Regions from separate parts of the Mus musculus genome. Here region 1 is linked to region 2. Evidence: chromatin contacts called from public HiChIP or PLAC-seq data. All regions are on one chromosome and are shown on one strand. The core of a region is the stretch at or near the end of the contact, and the rest is flanking DNA. Distances in the headings are between cores, read along the strand shown. Region 1 overlaps Akap7 (A kinase (PRKA) anchor protein 7). Region 2 has its middle 17 kb from the start of Gm36228.

The links. HiChIP or PLAC-seq counts read pairs in DNA pulled down with a chosen protein or histone mark.
Region 1: a contact with region 2 is called in an H3K4me3 HiChIP or PLAC-seq map of the SCID.adh cell line, with 16 read pairs. The contact joins two enhancer-like sites. A contact is called at or near these places in 1 of 15 datasets of contacts at CTCF or cohesin (stem cell-derived epiblast-like cells), 10 of 484 Hi-C or Micro-C datasets (bone marrow-derived macrophages, cerebellar granule neurons, cerebellum and 6 more), 15 of 115 datasets of contacts at active chromatin or transcription factors (PVALB interneurons, the SCID.adh cell line, Th17 cells and 12 more) and 4 of 9 other capture datasets (adipose tissue, liver, macrophages and 1 more).

Annotation. Positions count from the first base shown.
Region 1 is chr10:25,195,303-25,198,906 of GRCm38.p6, forward strand. All of the region lies in intron 7 of Akap7 (A kinase (PRKA) anchor protein 7), which reads right to left. Among named protein-coding and RNA genes, the nearest start is that of Gm36313, 43 kb to the left of the region's middle. Within about 2 kb of position 1,294, at least 3 of the 459 cell types and tissues checked have an H3K27ac peak or open chromatin away from gene starts, as enhancers often do. A contact at or near this core is called in the SCID.adh cell line, where this site is marked.
Region 2 is chr10:24,975,156-24,978,597 of GRCm38.p6, forward strand. No RefSeq gene overlaps it. Among named protein-coding and RNA genes, the nearest start is that of Gm36228, 17 kb to the left of the region's middle. Within about 2 kb of position 1,461, at least 1 of the 459 cell types and tissues checked has an H3K27ac peak or open chromatin away from gene starts, as enhancers often do. A contact at or near this core is called in the SCID.adh cell line, where this site is marked.

The sequences.
Region 1 (3,604 bases), core at 44-2,543, 220 kb after region 2:
GCCTCCAAAATGCTAGGATTAAAGGTGTATGCCACCATGCCCAGCTTGGAAGAAAGATTTTTAAAAGCAATCTTCGATTGATTCTTGTAGCCCCTAGCCTTTTGGCACTAAGAGGCAAATGGGGGGAAATCATAATGCTTTTTAGAAAGATTTTTATATTTTTGTGTCTGTGTGCATGAATGCCACATGTGTTTGTGCCCATAAAGGCCATAAGAGGGCACTGGAGTCACTGAAGCTTAGGACCTAGGATTTAAACTCTGATCCTCTAAAAAAGCAAGTGCTTTTAGTTGCTATGCCATCTCTCCAGCCCCATAGGAGTTTTTGATTGGTTGGTTGGTTGGTTGGTTGGTTGGTTAAAGAAATATTATTTTATTATTTGTGTGTATTCGGAGTTTAAGGGTATTGGTCTTTATTGTTGTTATGTATAGATTTATTTTTACCTGTATGTAAGACGGCTGGGTATGTACACATGAGTTCAGTGCCTTCAGAGGCTAGAGTTATTAGAATTTCCAGGAACTAAAGTTACAGGCAGTTAGAAGCTACCCAGTGTTGAGACAGGGAACCAAACTGGGGTCTTCAGTAAGAACAGTATGTACCTATACATGATCTCACAGAGACTGCAGCACTTCTAAGCTGAGAGGAGACACGGACACATGCTCTCATACTGCCCCCGAAAGCTATCTCCAACCGATAACCACTTACAAGTTAAAAATTAGTTTTCTCCAAGAGACTCTCACTGGGAAAACAAATCACACTTAAGGGTAGGTCCCAGACACAGAGGTAGATGGCCGTCACAAAATGAACTCCATGGCATCTGCAGCCCCTTGCCTCCAGAAGGCTCCCATTTGTTTGTTTGTATCTGGGCATTCCCCTTAGCCTTACTGGTCCTCTTGTATAAATATGGCTCCCATTTTTGTCCTTTTATAGGACTGCTATGTGTGTGTGTGTGTGTGTGAATGAGTGTGTCTGTGCATCTGTCTGTGTTCCTTATGCCTTTTCTTCTGTTTGCTTTGTCCTATTCCAAGATGTTTGTTTTTGTTTTGTTTTATTTTGTTATTATTCCTTAGATGCGGTTTGTTTTTGAATGAGAGACAGGAAGGGTATGGATCCAGATGGGAGGGAAAGTGAAGAGGAAGCGAAAGGAGCTGGGGGAGGGGAAACATAGGGTATGAAAAAAGATCTATTTTCAATAAAAACAAAGAACAGCATGTGCTCTTAAACATTAAGCCACACCCCTATCCACAGTAGTTCTTAACCTTAGTCATAGCAAATGCTGCCATGTGCATAGCCTAACAGGAAATCAGTAGCCTCCTCTTCACTGACAAGAACTCACAACATGTCTACAGTCAGGGGACACCATGTGCAGGGCCTGCTGCAATTACAGGGATACACAACATGTTCTTAACTTTAGGTACTGGACAGCCATGTGAAGAGACAGAGCACACACACGAAATACAACCACGAAGCCCGCATGTGTAGAGAACTGACGAGCAGCATCATAGAATGCTAATAGCTGAACTGTCAACACATGGCTTTGATGCCCAGTGCCCCTGTAACGTCCCTAACAAGGCTGCCATCCTATGCATGCACACTTGCGGTGAAAGGGGACCTGCCTCAGGAGGCAGCTCATACCTTCTGTGACCACTCACCTGTCCTTTTTACACAGAGTGCTTCAGAACAAGAAAGTGTTTGCTGGGAAAACAACAACAGGAATGCTGAGGGATTAGTTATAGAAGTGTCTACCTCCCAGATCTCCACTGAGGCTCTCTTAGTAACGTATTAAATGTTGCTCAGTGCACCTTTTGCCTTGATGCTTTTATTCATGGACATTCCTTCCAGAGTACTAAAAACCAGGAAATCCAAAGGGGAAAAGGTCTAGAAAGGATTCAGAAAGAGCTATATTGATGAACAGCTACAGCACTTGGTATCGCTAGGACATCTGCTATAACCTTAGTGTCAGGAATATTCTACACAGGATATAAAAATCTCATTTTCTACAGATCATCAACTAATTCTCAGTATTCTACTTACTTTAGTCCAAAATTTAAAAATATCAAACTTGGGGGAGGGGGTGTTCAAGCACTGGGATTCAAGTAAAAACAGTTTTGCTGCTTCCATTTGTTAACTGATGCCCAAGCCACAGTGAGCTCCACTACCTTCCAGGTATGCAAAGTTCATTTTCAGCATGAACTTGGGCCCTTTAGAATTGGTTGATAAGAGAATTGTTCTGTTTGCTATTAACAGATTAACATGGTAGCACTAATGAATCAATTAAATCAGAGTCCCTGCCACCCACCACCACCACCACCAAAGGGCCAAAGCAGGATAAACCAGCAGGAGCGGAGGTCCCACTTGACTCTTACCCCTTGGCCCGCTGGATCTATCCTGGCTGAGTCTCTGTAGGTCTGCAGAAGATGGATTTTCCAACTCACCTGTGTTTTGAGAATGATACCCACAAATATAACTATTCACTAACATCCCACTGGATTCTCTCTGATTTGAGCCACCCTCTGGAAGAGCAGAGGAGAGCCATGACCCTTTGTGACAGAATTAGGAGGCTGGGTCATGGACATGAGCACTCTTGTGCTCTGCCCCTGGCAGATATACAAAGAGCAGGAGACTTGAAGCAGGCTAACAAGGCTACTAAGTATCTGGGAACCCTACAAGAAACCACATCTGCATCGTTGGGTGTTACTGTATAATCCAATGACTGGAGCAAAATGATTCTGTACCTCTCACATGTCTTTTGTGGCTTTTAAAAACACATTCCCAATGCAACTTAAAGACTGGATATGTCCGGTCAGTGCTGACTTATGCTCTTCTTGAGACATACCAGGTAATGAAATCTCCGCCCCCTTTTTGACACCCACCCCTAACTGGATAAGTTTTATTAGGCAAGCACTATCAGCAGCTTGGACTTCGACAGGAATGTATGTGTGCATGGGGTACGTAAATGGGGGCGGGGATGAAGTCATAACAAAACCAGAGGTAGGAGAAAGAATGGCGTGGAAGGAATGTGTAAGCCAGGGGCCGGCTGGAGTTCGTGTGGAGAGGGAGCAGGGTGTGAATGCATGGGCGCTGTATTCCTGGATTGGGTGATTCCTTCAGACACACCATGCCATTCTCCTTTACCTTTGGGAAAGTTCAATTTTCAGAAAGAGAGAACCCAAAGAGCATTACAGAGAACTCCCCATAAACCAAAATTAGAAGCACTGTGTCTAGAAATGCAAGAGTTCCCTCTGCAGCAGTCCCAGACGACAAAGACAGAACCCAAGCACCTCGCTGCACTCACTACCCGGGAACTCGACTTCTGCAGAGCCAGGAAGGCAGTTCACAGTCAAGGGCAAAAGCAAACCCAGGCAAGGAAAACCCACACAGAGAAACAGGGGCAGAGGCAGGGCTAAGGCCGGAAGTCCTGTCCTCGCATCTGTCTACACCAAGGCTTTTCAGATAGGGGTGCCCTCCAGAAAGTGAAGCCATGCGCCCAGATCTCCAGAACTACAGATAAGTCATTCCGACACATCCAGGAAGCACCCCGCTGCCCGGTGAACGATTATGCTTGATCTTAGAAAGTGGGCGGTGTGTCTCCGGTTGTAAGAGCAGG
Region 2 (3,442 bases), core at 211-2,710:
TTCTCATGAGTTGTCTCATATACTATCTTTAACTCTGTCCATCATATCTTTCCTTGATTTGTCACTTTGTCTGCCCATTTATTAAACATCACTTTCAAGCATGGCTGCTTTCTTCTACAAATTAACCTTACTTTCACTGTTAGGGATTAAAGGAGTGTACTATGGGCATGCTGTATTCCTGCTGTATTCCAGGCAGAGGGATTAAATGTGTGTGGTGTGTCTACATTCCGACTGGATCATGTAGACCTAGGTCTTTGGATGTGATCCCTTGCCAGAGCAGTCATGTTATTGGATTAAAATTCCTTTACAATATATAATGTGCTATCCAGAGAGCTGGTTGTTTGCAACAAAACACTGCTCACTTGAGTTCATTTACAATTTTCACTCTGTGGACAATTCTGTCTCTGGGTCAGCATGGCCCAGTGGTCAAGTCACTGACTGCTCCATGGTCTGGTACAACCTACTCTTTGTGACAATTTTCACAAAATGAGATTTATGTAAGAATAAATGAAACTGATCAAAATTGCTTCAAATATGAAAAGGGAAGATTTTAAATTTTTTGTTGAAAAATTACCCAAGACTAAAAAGTGCCTATAGATTGATCAAGTGGTAGACAGGCAGATTGACAGACATACCACACATGTACATGTACATGCACGTGTACACACACACACACACACACACACACACACACACATCATGTTATACTTGTTATGCTTACAACGTACAAAACAGGCTGTGAAGCCCACTTATCAGGTGACAAACAGTGTCATTATACATGGTTTTTGTTATTGTTCTGAGACAGGTCTAATTTTGCCCAAAATGGCTATGAACTCTCTATGCTTCCAACAATAACATGAAATCCCTGATCTTCCTTCCTCCCACTAAGTGCTGGGGTTACAGGTGTGCCCCACCAGGCCCAGGCAAGATTAGCTCTTAGAACTCTGTCATGTCCCTATTTTAAGATGGAATGTGTTTCCTCTTCACTTAATTCTGGCTGGACTCTGTGACCTATTTCTTTTTAATGTTTTGGTCTATGATAAGTTTAAACTATGGAGGAGTTGGAAATACGATGCGGCGTGTGCTTTTCACTCTGCTTCCCAGAATGTCAACAAGATGCCCAAACCAGAGTGACTTGGGACACTAGAATTCTGCAGGAGGGAAGTTCTAGGACTAAACTGTAATGCTCCTACTTGAAGCCCAGCTCCCACACAGGAAGGAAACCCAGAGAGCTGTGGAGAAGTCCACTGGCAAGAAAAACAAGGTCACCAGTGAGCAACCCCAGCTAAGCTCCCAACAGCCAGCCATCATCAGTAGCTATCAGTGGGAAGAAGGTGGTTTGAGACCTTCCAGACGTCCCAGCAACCTACCTTTTAATGCAGGAACACAACCTGGGCAACCAAAGAGACAAATTGTTACTCACTGAAGCAATGCATAGATGAACATGCCAGCTATACCTATGTAGAGATTTGTCCCGTGTGCTAAAACAGACCCACATAAATAGGTTTGCCAGACAAACAAAGGATACAAAGACAGTTTAAGCATGTGGCTTTCTAGCCTTCTAACTCAAGAGTGTATCTCTTTTACTAACTAAACAAGCAGTACTTGTGACTTTTTTTTCTTAAGTGATAAACCATCACCTCTAACCACAAATCTATCTAGGATAGGTTTGAGAAGTAGAGAATGGCTGACTTGAGTTAAATAATGGACATTTTATCGTATTCAAGAATTATACTCAAAAAGTCGCCTGTAGGCACCCAATCTGGCTAGTCACACATTTTCTGCTTCAAGGCAGGAAAATGGAGAGAAGTAGAGGTCATTTCATTAAGACAGATGAACTGGTCTCAGAAAGAAAGCAATCACATTCTCTCATATGTGTGTATGCAGAGAGTCAGAGAGGGTAAGGGGGACGTAAGATTAAAGTTCTTTGTACACATGTAAGAAAATGTCACAGTGAAAACCTTTTACATATATACATTACTAAACACATTTTAATAAATACTAGTAAAAACAAAGCAGCAATTTATGAAAAATAAACTTAAAAAACATCTTTGAATATAAGTTAAAATGCATCATTTAAAATTATGAGATGCAGCTAGAGTAAGATTTTAAAGGAAGTTTGTAATTATAGCTGTATGTACTGGAAAACAAAGAATTGTTTATCCAAATGATAATATTCAGAATCTAGAAATAGACAGACCCAAAGAAGTTAGAAGAAAAATAAATAATAAAGAAAAATAAAATTAAGACAGGAAAGCTGCAAAACTCAAGAGCACTAGAGAGATTCAGTGAGAGCTTCGGCATCTTGAAAAGTTTGATCAGGAAATAATGAGCAAAGCCATAAATAACCTCCGTGAGACTGCCAACTGTGAACGCTAGGTCATGGTGCATAGATGTTAAGATGATGTATAATGTTTTGCACATAAGCCTTTGCCAATATTGCTGAAAATTTAGATAAAAGGAAGATATTCTTGGAAGAAGCAGCTCTCCAAAACTGAAATGAATAAATAAGACAAAACTAAGGAGTTGCATGTTCCTTAGAGAAAGTGAGGGTTCAGCTGCTGATCCTTCCATAATAAAAAAATCCAAGCTGAGCCAGTCTCCTGGAGAAGTCGGCAACATTTAAGGAAGAAAGAGCTTTGATTCCATACAAACGCATACAGAGACTAAAGAAAAGGAGAACACGTCATGAAGCGTTTGAGTTACAAGGTCAGCACATACCTTCCCTCAAACCCGGGGAAGATATTATTGAGAGAGAAGATTAGGCTCTTATCTCTCATAAACATATTTTTAGAATGCAATGATTCGTAAAAGAAATATTCTACTGTAACCTAATGGCATTTGCCCCCAGAAAATCAAAATTGGCTTAACCTTAGAAAATTGATCAATTTGGTGACCTCTCTGTAATAAAGGGGAGACAAGGCTACTCATCATAATAGGAGTAAAAATAACTTAACACTTCAGCAATGAAGACAAAACCCTTAACAGATTAGGCCAAGCATAAAGCTTCCTCGAGCTGGTGGAACACATCTGCCAAGCATATCTGTAACTAATATGCTGTAAAATAATATCAAGAGAGGACAAGGATGTCCACTCACAACTCACAGAAAATAGAATATAACCAGGTGCATTACAAATACTGGAAAAATACAAACATGATACAAACAGTTATCTGTGGATCATCTGATTGCATGCAGAAGACATCCAAATTAATCTACACACTTCTACTGCTAGTAAATGAATTTAGCAAAATCACCAAATATAAATCAACATAAAATGTAAATGTTCTCCATATATAAAGACAAACTTAAAGTAATTTATTACCATAGCTTAAAACTGGAAAATACCTAGAAGTAATTTTAGCAAAAGGAAATAAAGTCTTCTGTATTGAAAAAGGAGGCAATTTCTGATGGGAAATTGAAGTCTTAAATAAATAGAGAGA